Linked DNA regions of Mus musculus: all the other regions are linked to region 1. The links are chromatin contacts, called in public HiChIP or PLAC-seq and promoter capture Hi-C maps. All regions are on one chromosome and are shown on one strand. Each heading gives the region's core, a stretch centred on a gene start, on an enhancer-like site or on the middle of the called end of the contact. The rest is flanking DNA. Distances are from core to core; before and after follow the strand shown. Region 1 holds the start of Commd9 (COMM domain containing 9). Region 2 overlaps Gm34483 (a long non-coding RNA gene). Region 3 has its middle 55 kb from the start of Pdhx.

Evidence for each region. Promoter capture Hi-C pulls out the DNA fragments that hold promoters and counts their contacts. HiChIP or PLAC-seq counts read pairs in DNA pulled down with a chosen protein or histone mark.
Region 2: an H3K27ac HiChIP or PLAC-seq map of microglia shows a contact between it and region 1, with 5 times the contacts expected there. The contact joins the enhancer-like site here to the promoter of Commd9 in region 1. A contact is called at or near these places in 14 of 39 promoter capture datasets (the 3T3-L1 cell line, 3T3-L1-derived adipocytes, the C10 cell line and 8 more), 1 of 484 Hi-C or Micro-C datasets (B cells), 1 of 115 datasets of contacts at active chromatin or transcription factors (microglia) and 1 of 9 other capture datasets (macrophages).
Region 3: a contact with region 1 is called in a promoter capture Hi-C map of the HPC-7 cell line, with 6 times the contacts expected there. The contact joins the enhancer-like site here to the promoter of Commd9 in region 1. A contact is called at or near these places in 16 of 39 promoter capture datasets (the 3T3-L1 cell line, 3T3-L1-derived adipocytes, the HPC-7 cell line and 9 more), 1 of 115 datasets of contacts at active chromatin or transcription factors (astrocytes) and 1 of 9 other capture datasets (macrophages).

Annotation. Positions count from the first base shown.
Region 1 is chr2:101,884,692-101,887,931 of GRCm38.p6, forward strand. It overlaps Commd9 (COMM domain containing 9), which reads left to right and starts at 1,571. Exons shown (of 6, transcript NM_029635.3): 1 at 1,571-1,628. The coding sequence starts at 1,578.
Region 2 is chr2:102,947,327-102,950,342 of GRCm38.p6, forward strand. The region is part of intron 2 of Gm34483 (a long non-coding RNA gene); the gene reads left to right. Among named protein-coding and RNA genes, the nearest start is that of Gm34483, 7.8 kb to the left of the region's middle. Within about 2 kb of position 1,350, at least 124 of the 459 cell types and tissues checked have an H3K27ac peak or open chromatin away from gene starts, as enhancers often do. A contact at or near this core is called in B cells, the HPC-7 cell line and microglia, where this site is marked.
Region 3 is chr2:103,017,242-103,020,622 of GRCm38.p6, forward strand. No RefSeq gene overlaps it. Among named protein-coding and RNA genes, the nearest start is that of Pdhx, 55 kb to the right of the region's middle. Within about 2 kb of position 1,735, at least 39 of the 459 cell types and tissues checked have an H3K27ac peak or open chromatin away from gene starts, as enhancers often do. A contact at or near this core is called in the HPC-7 cell line, where this site is marked.

The sequences.
Region 1 (3,240 bases), core at 321-2,820:
TCAAGGAAGAATGACATCTTTAAAGTCAGGTAGCTTGGGAAGCCAGATCCTTCCTTCACAGGTTTCTGTTTCTTTCTTAGTTCTGGAAGCCTGTTCTTGAAGTTGGAGTCACTCCCCATCTTGCAGTTGAAGTAGATACAGTACCCAGCAAAGAGGGCAAGTGCCAGGGGAAATGGCTGCTTTGGCTGTCATCATTGCCCCATCTGGATGTCAGCTTTCCCTAGTAGCTGGCAAACAGTAGTTAGTACCTCATTCTGGAAGCTCACAGCCTGCAGCCACTTTGAATCAAGACATGGAAAGGCTACACCTAAAGACTTATACAATATTTCAAAGCCAGAAAGCCTGGGATGGCTCAGTTGAGTTGTTATGCTTTCAATTTCTCAAGTGCATTGGTTACTGGTGTGTCACTGTGACAGGAACTAGATGGAAACAACTTAGAGGAGGAAGATTTATTCTGGTTCATGGTTTCAGAAGTTGTAGTCCAACATGGCAGAGCAGGGTGGCAATAATGTACAGCCAAGACTTCTTACACAGCAGCAGACAAGACACCATGCAATCAGGCCAGAACCAGAAGCAGCATAACCCCCAAAGGCCTGCCACTAGAGACCTTCACTAGCAAGGTCCCAGATCCTAAGGGTTCTAACATTCAGCAGTCCCACAAAGCTAGGGTCCAAGTGACCACAGGATGAACCTGCAAAACAGATTTCAGACTCAACCCATAGCAAGGTTGTAGTTAAGCCTTTGACCCAGCGACTGCCACTTTCAGACTCTCTGAAGACTGGAGGGTCTGCCTCTGAGGAAGGTGTTGGCAGGTCTTGCTGCATGACCCTCAACACTCAGTTTTAAGGGAAAGAATGCAGACAGAAGAGACCGTGCCGGAGGTGCACAGAGCTAAGATAGTCAATATCTTCACACGCCTTCTTCCTTTCTAACCCCTTTCCTAATCAGCTGCCCTTCAAACCAGACCTCTTCTTGGACCACAGGAAAGTTACTAAGAACCCTAAGTGACTTAGCTTGACTGTCTGGATAAGGCTAGTTACAAAGGCTCCTATCTCTCCACAAACAGAGAAGAAACTATATGCCTTGAAGCGTTGTTTTTTGTTTTTTGTTTTTTTTGTTTTGTTTTGTTTTTAGGGAGTACTGCAGGCATGTGAGCGTGTGTGTGTGTGTGTGTGTGTGTGTGTGTGTGAATTCCAAGAATTCAAATAGGCAAAGCTTCATTTAAATCCAGATGGTGAGTAGGCCGATCTCTTCTGGGCATCTAAGTTGCCAAGGTGTCTGCCAAGTCTGCAGGTGCATTCACCAGATCAGCCAGCCTACCCAGAGGGGCAAAGGCAAAACCAGTTTCCCTGACCTAGGATGTCCAGCCAGTTGTTCCCTGGAAATCATTCTATATCCGAGTTCTCTCAGTATCTCAGCCCTCTGGTCTTTGAGCTTAGTCATACAGGAGGAAGACTTCCTGGTTCTTTGCACGCCGTTCCCGCCAGCCACGGTGAAGAACTACAACTCCCAGCATGTCCTGCGAGGGGTCACGAGGCACGCTCCGCTTGCTCCGGCTGTCACGTGACTCCAGAAAGATGGCGGCCTTGACAGCAGAGCATTTCGTGGCGCTCCAGAGCCTACTGAAGGTATCTTGAAGGGGTGGGGACGCGTGCGGCCACCGTCTTAGGGTCTGGGACTTGGTGCAAAGCAAGAATTGGGAATAAACCGGCCCTGACTTGGAGCATTGTCCCACTCCCACCCTACCCGCCGCGCGTCAGTGCTTCTTTGTGTGACCCTGAGAAAATCGTTCAGCCTTTCTGAGCTTTTAAACAGGAGCAACAAAATTAATCACGCCCAGATATTAAGGTGGAAGTAAAAATCAGATAGTCGATGTAAATACACCCAAGAATTAGTGACCACGAGTGGTTTTATAGATTGGAGCACTTGGGTGACAGTCACCAGTTCCCATTTCATCCCAGTCTTTACGCCTCTCTCAGGGAAATTCTCTCCTTCTTGTCACCCTAGTACTTCTAGGGACGTCATAAAGTTTGAGTTACTCCTTAGAAGGGTGGCTTTGCATTCCCTCTTAGGACTTATTACTAGTGTGCACACACCATGGATGTCTTTGTGTTCTCTTCTGAGGAACATGATTTCTGTTTCTTCTTGTTTTCCTTTCTTCTCTCTTATCCAGTTGAAGATCAGAAATGATCCTCGTGACACTGTCATTATAAGTCACACATATAATGCCCTTTCCGTTATCCATCTTCCTAGTGTGCATTTGCTCAGTCCACTCCTGAGCACTTTGACTTCATTGTTCACAAGCCTATGCCAACAAGAACAAGACCTGGCACCCAGTATGTGCCGAAGAAATAGCTATGAAGGGCTTTAGTATAGTGGAGCTGTGACTAGGATCCAAGAGTTCTCCTTAGCAGCTTTTTCTCTTCCTTGTGGTTGATTTAAGCCATTCCTTTTCCATGCTTGCTTGTCTTGGGACATTTTCTTTTCCTTGGTAAGTTTTGGAAAATAACATATAGCATACTGAAATCATTAGTAATTCCCTTAATGACTACACACTCATGTAGCCAACACCAGACCACAGACTGAGACACCAGTACCCCCAGTGCCTCCCTGGTTACTTACTTCACTTGCCTTCCCAACAGTGCATAGCTTCGGACACCATGTACTATTACTCAGTCTCTGAACTCCACAGAAATGGAACACTTCTTCATATCAGTGTTCACATCTGGCTTCCAGTCATGATTGTAGCAATAGCTCATTTTCACTGCTCTATTGTTTAAATACACTTTATTAAAAGCTAACTATAATATCTCCTGTAGTTGTGGGAAATAATGCAGAGAGATTTTTGTCCCATGTTCCTTAATGGTGACTTCCTGGATATCTACAGAACAATATCACAGTTGGGGTATTTACATTGATCCAGTAAAGCTCCAAGGCATAGCTATCTATGTAAGACCCCTGGGTTGACATCTTACAGCCAAGCTCACTTGCAGTTGGCCTCCAGAATTCCTTGACACTTCAACATTCTTGTATCATTAGTTTTCATTTCAAGAACGTTTGTAAATCTTGGTGTAGATGATGTTTGTGGATTGGCTTTCCTCACTAAGCCTAATTCTCAAGCTGTAGATCGAAACCCCTTTGTGGTTGCATATCAGTTTTCCTGAATAGCAGATATTTACATCACGATATAAACTATGAAATAGCAATAAAATAATGTTATGGTTGGGGTCACCACAACGT
Region 2 (3,016 bases), core at 100-2,599, 1.1 Mb after region 1:
GGCTTCTGGGTGCTCTCAGTCACCTCCAGGATGTGTTCCGAGTTTATCAATATCTTTCTATACTTCCACAGTTCCCTCTCCAGAGAAAGCTTGACCCCGAGGAGCGAGGAAGGCAAAGCCTGACATTTGAAGGCTTGATTCTTCCTCTAATTCACTTATCATTCTCATTCCTTCCAGGGAAAGAAGGAATAGATTTGTCATAAACCCTTCTTATTACTCTCTCCTCAAGATATCCCTTCCCTTTACAGAATATAACCTGATGTGGTCAGTTCCTTGGGAGCCATATTGGTGTGCCCATTATGTCTTCAAGCCTACTTCAATACGGGCATGCTAGCCTGGTTCCTCTGCTACTTGCAGGCTCTAGTTTTTCACTGTACCCTGCATGACAGAAAGACTAAGAGGTCTCTAATCTCAGACTTCACCCTTGACTCAATAGCCTTCCAAAGACCTGCCTCCTAATATGATTAACCTTGAAAGGTAAATTTCAACAAGAGAACCCAGTGGCAACAGACATCTAGTCACTGCATTGGGGTATAACTTAGAACATACAGGGGAAAGGAAATGGAGTTGATCAATTAGAACTTCGGATCACAGCGATCTTACAAAGTTGTGGCCAGCCCAGTGGGGGAATTCCAGAAAAAAGACTGCTCACTCACTCAAGAAATTTATGATTTAAAGAAATGCCTATGCTCTGGCATGTTCAGCCGTTGTCTAGTGGGTGTCTGGGAGACACAGATGCGCTCAGCTTTGAAACCAGAGATATGCTCCATGCCAAGGCTGGAGGCTGTAAGCTGGTCACAGTCCATACAGCTACAAGTTAACTTTTTCAGAGACATCAAACAGCCTCTAAGGCTGTTGTGGAGGCCTCTGAAGCCCAATGGATTGGGAGACCTGATTTTGTGGGTTTTAATAGGTTTAAATATGCCCTATATTCTTAAAGTCATTGCTAAAGATAACCTTAGCCCACATCCTCTGAACATTGGGTGAGGAGTATCCTCTGCAACCACAGCATAGTAACTGACCCAGATTTTACTTGAATATTACTCAAGACCAAGCTGACAGAAGAGAGTGTGGGGATAAATGCTTCAAACCCATGAACATGGTCTTCACAGGGTCTTGTACATTTTTGTTTAAGAAGCTTTATAACCCAGCCGCCACCCTTCCCCCCCCCCCAATTTCAGTTTTAATTCTTTGTTTGGAACCAACAAGTACCCAGCCGTTTAGTCTAAGCCTAGGTTTAACCAAGAAGGAGTTCTATTTGCTGCCAAGGAAAGTCAGTGGTTTGCTGATCGCACACTAACGTCAGTATCAGTGATGGTGATAGACGGCTGCAAATCTCTAGCAAAGAAACCTCCAGTGAGTCAGAGGCCAATCATCCAACTGCCTGCTCACCAGGTTTCCTTCCTGTGAGTCACTTTAAGAAGCTCAACTTCTTCTTTCTGCTTTCAGCCTTTCCTTGCCTCAATCAGTGGCAGTTCATGCCATATTATAATTCTGGGAGGTGTCAATAGGTAATAACTGGCTCTCTGTAGGACAGCTCTGAGAATGGAAATAGGAGACAAAAGATAAAATTAGGTGAAGCAAGATGAGATAACTCAGTTGGCAAACTGCTAACCCCATAAACAGGAGGGCCTGAGGTAAATGCCCAAAATCGACACAAAAAAGGTTGGCCATGGGGTCACACTTGTAATCTAAGCACTGAGAAGGTGGAGAGAGGTAAGTCCCTGAGGCTTGTAGGCCAGCCACCCTAACCTGTTTGGTGAACTCCAGGCCAATAAGACATCCTGCCTCAAAACACAAGGAGAAGACTACTGAGAAACAGCCCCTAAGGCTGATCTCTGGCCTCCCCGAGCATGGGTACATACACGCATGTGCAACCACATCCACATTTGCACACCTGCACAAACACATACTTGCAGGTATACAAACACATCGGGTAGGTGAGGAATGTGTTGTGCAGAGAGAAAGAACAAAAAGTCCCAGCAGTCTAGAAATTTCTTGCATCCTCAGAAGTTAAAACATTGTTGATTTATTCATAATCTCCTTGGGAATACTGCAGAGAGACAAAAGGCAGAGCTTCCATTGGGATTTGAACTTCACTTAACAAATAATTTTTTGGATAATAACGTTCAATGAAACATTTCAAGTGTTTTTTTTCCCTTTGTTTATCTAAAGCTTAACTTTTACTAGGTGTTTTATATTTTTTATTTGTTCAATCTGGTAACATTTCCCTACCTGGGAAATATTTTAATCACATTGTCTCATGGGGTGATAAGTGACTACATCAAATAGGAATTGGAGTGTATATGCCTATGTGCCTCTGATTTTACAGAAAGATGTGAGTCATTTGAGCATACTAACTCACTCTCTTGGTAGAGAACCTGGGTATCTCTGAGCTCTGGAAACTGACCACTGGCTCAAGCTCACCAGAAAATCATTGAAATTGGACTTGCCGTCATTGCCTTAGACTCTGCATGACAAGATGAGTGTGACTCTCACTAACATATGGAGTCTTCATCTTACTTTGATCCATGAGATGTTTTTCCATTCCATACAACTATTCTTCTGTTTGGGTCTCAAACTATACCTGGAACTCTGTAATTCAGCTGTGGTATTGGCACTCTAGCTGGATCTTCGATTCCTCTCCTTGCCTCTAAGTTCATGCTCTGGATGTGTCTCTAATACAAACACCTGAAACTGCAACGCTGACCCCCTAATTACCCTCTTCCAGGATGGTGATATCCAAACATTACCTGTAAAGTGCCAGATGGACTATAATTTTGGCTTTGGAAGCCATTCAATATCGGCCCCAAGTACTCAGTTCTGCCACTAGTAGGAATGAAGAGACTTGAAGTGACTCCAATGAGAATGGCCCCCATAGGCTCATGTATTCAGTATGTGGCCCCAGTCCATGGGACTATTTGGGAAGAATTAGGGGGTGTGGGTCATTAGAAGTGGGTTTTGAGGTTACAAAAAACTTACACTAGGCTTATACCATTCTCAGTGTGCCCTCTCT
Region 3 (3,381 bases), core at 485-2,984, 1.1 Mb after region 1:
AAAATACGAGCCAAGTGTACATGTTTTTATTTGTATGTTGTACTTAAACTTTTTATAGGTCTCACTGTACATGAAGTGACATCGCTGAAGAACTTCAGTAGAACGAGCTCAGCCAATGTCCACCTGAGAATGTTGTGTGTAATGTTGTTAAAGCTTTGTACCACATGGATATAGGCTCAATCCCAGATGCAGCTCTTAGAGCTTAGCTCAGTTCATGTAGTCTCTGAGTCTGTACACGTTATCTAAGACTATAAAGGAGGGCTGCTATAAAGCAAGATACACCTCCCACACAGAACTGAAGAGATGATGTAAGATAAGCAGTTGCCACACAGAGGATCTTTCCCCTCCTCCATAGATAAGAATTATTAAGACACAGGATAAGCTTACTGCCAAAAGCCTAGTAATTTTAAACTAGGCTGACACTAGGCAGAAAATACTCCTCCTGATGAGCAAGCATGCAGATTAAATGAATTCTTAGAAAAGGATGTTCCCACAGAGCAGAAGCTAAGGCACTGGGAGGGGTGATCATCTACCAAGCTCTATCCTGTAGCTTCCTGATAAGTAGTATTCTCTGCCAAGCGGACTGAGGGGCCACGGATAGAAAGTAAGTGGGGCCAAGAGGTGGTGGTGCACACCTTTAATCCCAGCACTAGGGAGGCAGAGGTAGGTAGATCTGAGTTTGAGGTCTGCCTGGTCTACAAAGGGAGTTCCTGGATAACCAGGGCTACATACATTGAGACCCTATACAAAGTTTAAGTGTAACATACACATAAAAACTTAACCTTGTGTCCAGTTTATGCTTTATAAAGGCTTGACTAATGTGTATCTCATTTGGCCACAACAGACAAATCTTTAAAGATCTACTTGTCTGTGACAAGAATAACTATGAATCTCATAAAGAAAAAAATTTAAATACATTTAGATGAGAAAATCTTGACTGATCGTCCTAATGTTCTCTCAACTTTTAACAGAAACCTATATTTCCCTTAAACTTATGTCCTTGGTGGTATAGTTTAAATCAAGGAGCATTGACAATACTCACTTTCTCAGAAAGAAAAAGGTGGCTCAGAGTTGGAAAATCAGGGAAGTGACTTCTAATTTGTGAAAATAAACTATATGATCAAAGACACAAACTAACAGTAACTTTCCAAAGTTCATCTGCAAACGACTTTAGCAAATTTCAATTAAGGGTGCTTAAGAAATGGTTCAGTGGTTAGCTGCTCTTGCAAAGGTCCCAAGATCAGTTCTCAGCACTCACATGGCTGCTCACAAGTGCCCGAAACTCCAGTTCCAGGCAATCCAATGGCCTTTTCTGGCCTCTGTGGGCACCAAATATGTTTATCTAAACTATTTTTAATTAAAGAGGCTCCTCATTGTTCTATAACTTAGAAGATAAACTACTTTGTTCCAATTGCCTCCTTCCAAAACCAATGCAGATGCCAGAAAGGCAAATAACCATGCAGAACTATTCAAAATGTCTTTATGAGACGATCACTCTTTTATTTACAAGTTTAGATGTGTCCTGAAACCATGCTACTTGCTGTATCACATATAAGCACCTCACTCCTCTTCAAGTGGCAATAGTGAGCCTCCAGAAACTGTCCTGGAGGGAATTCCACTCATCTTATGGCGCTGTCTCGAAAGCACACGCCTACCTTGCATTCACAACACACATACAGCAGCCTGGCATGGAGGACACACTTCCTTGTCCTTCTTCATTAAAAGCCCTGAGGTAATGGCGATCCAGAGTCAGTCATACTTCAGTTAGTATAAACCCTGCAGCTGTTTCCTGCTGCCCCACATCCTTTGTTGTAACCCACTTGGAATCATGGCCAGATTAATTTTAAAGTCTTTCTGTATTGTTACTCCCTTCTAAAAATCCAGTGCTTCCCATTCATAGCACTTGTTTCAAGTGTAATTTTTAATCTGCATAAGTTCATTTCTTCACTTTGCGAAGGGAGCCCGCGTCCATCATGACACAACCTTGTCATGAGAACAGAATGTCTTTGAAAGCTGAGACCGAAAGCCATGCAGTTTCTCTATTTGGATGACAATATATTAACTCATAGCACCACCTACCTTTCAAAGTAGGGAAACAAGGCTTCTTTTCCAGAACTTATGTTTTGCTTAAACAATTACTGGTAAAGGTAGGTTCAGAGTGCAAATAAGTAAAAAACAAAAGAAAAAGAAAAAGTTCCATTCGATATTATGTGAACACTCTTAACAGTATTTATAAATTACTTGGCAATGTTTCATTCAAGTCTGGTCAGCAGCACCCAGACATTTTTAATGTGACAGAAAATAGTGGACAAACTCATTTTTAGCTACTAAGTAGGAAGTGTAGTTAAAGAAACCAGCCCATTCTGACTAACAGAGGTAACTGTTCATTAATACTTCCATGACTAATGGTTAAACACTAAGATGAATGATGCTTTTCCCTCATAATTCATGCTTAGGTTGTTTTCCTTGTCTCAGTATATTTGCCTGTTATAAACAGAGTGTGGTGGTGGACAGTCTTGCTGATGCACACATGGCTCACACCATGTATCCACACTCCTTCAAATCAAGATCATTCCTTGACCTCATGCTGCAATAGGATTATTTCCATAAATGACAATTTGCTTACAGGAATCTAATTGCTAGAGATGCTAGAGGAATTATTTTTGATCAAACGGGGAAAGCTTCTACACTGCTTATTAACTATCACAGAAACCATGAGAGGGAGGCAACTAGGTTTGTGTTGCCCACGAACTGAAATAAATGGCTTCAGATAAACAGTGCCTCTGTCCAAGCTGGATGGGGACCAACCTCCTTTGTAGCTACAGGAAATGGAGGCATTATTGCTAGTGATACCGGCCCACAGAAGACAGAGCGCAAGCAAAGAGCTACTTATGGCTGTCTCATGTTCAAGTCCTCAGATGTCAAAATTAGAAAAGGGGGCTGAGGAGAGGGTTCAGTGGGTAAAAGCACTCGTCATGCAAACCTAACACCCTGAAAGACAGACACCATGACCCTACCTGTTCTTACAGGCAGATGGAGGCAGAGACAAGACAATTACCAGGAGCTAGCCTGGTGTACACAGCAGTGAGCAAGAGATCATACATCAAACAAGGTGGAAAGCAAGAATCCAAGGTTGTTTTCTGCCTTACACACCTGGGAACATGTGTCTATATCCACATCCACACAACACACACTCACACAGTATTAAAAACATTTCAGCCACACTGAACTTGAAAGTAGTGCAAGTGTAAAAGCTATTTTGAAAACGGTGCTTGGTAATAATTTTAAGTTAATCTGACAAAAGTTTGAAGAGTCCATTTTAAAATGGCTTGTTAAAACCGAATAACTGAATTAAATATTTTTCTTAACAAGAGATATACT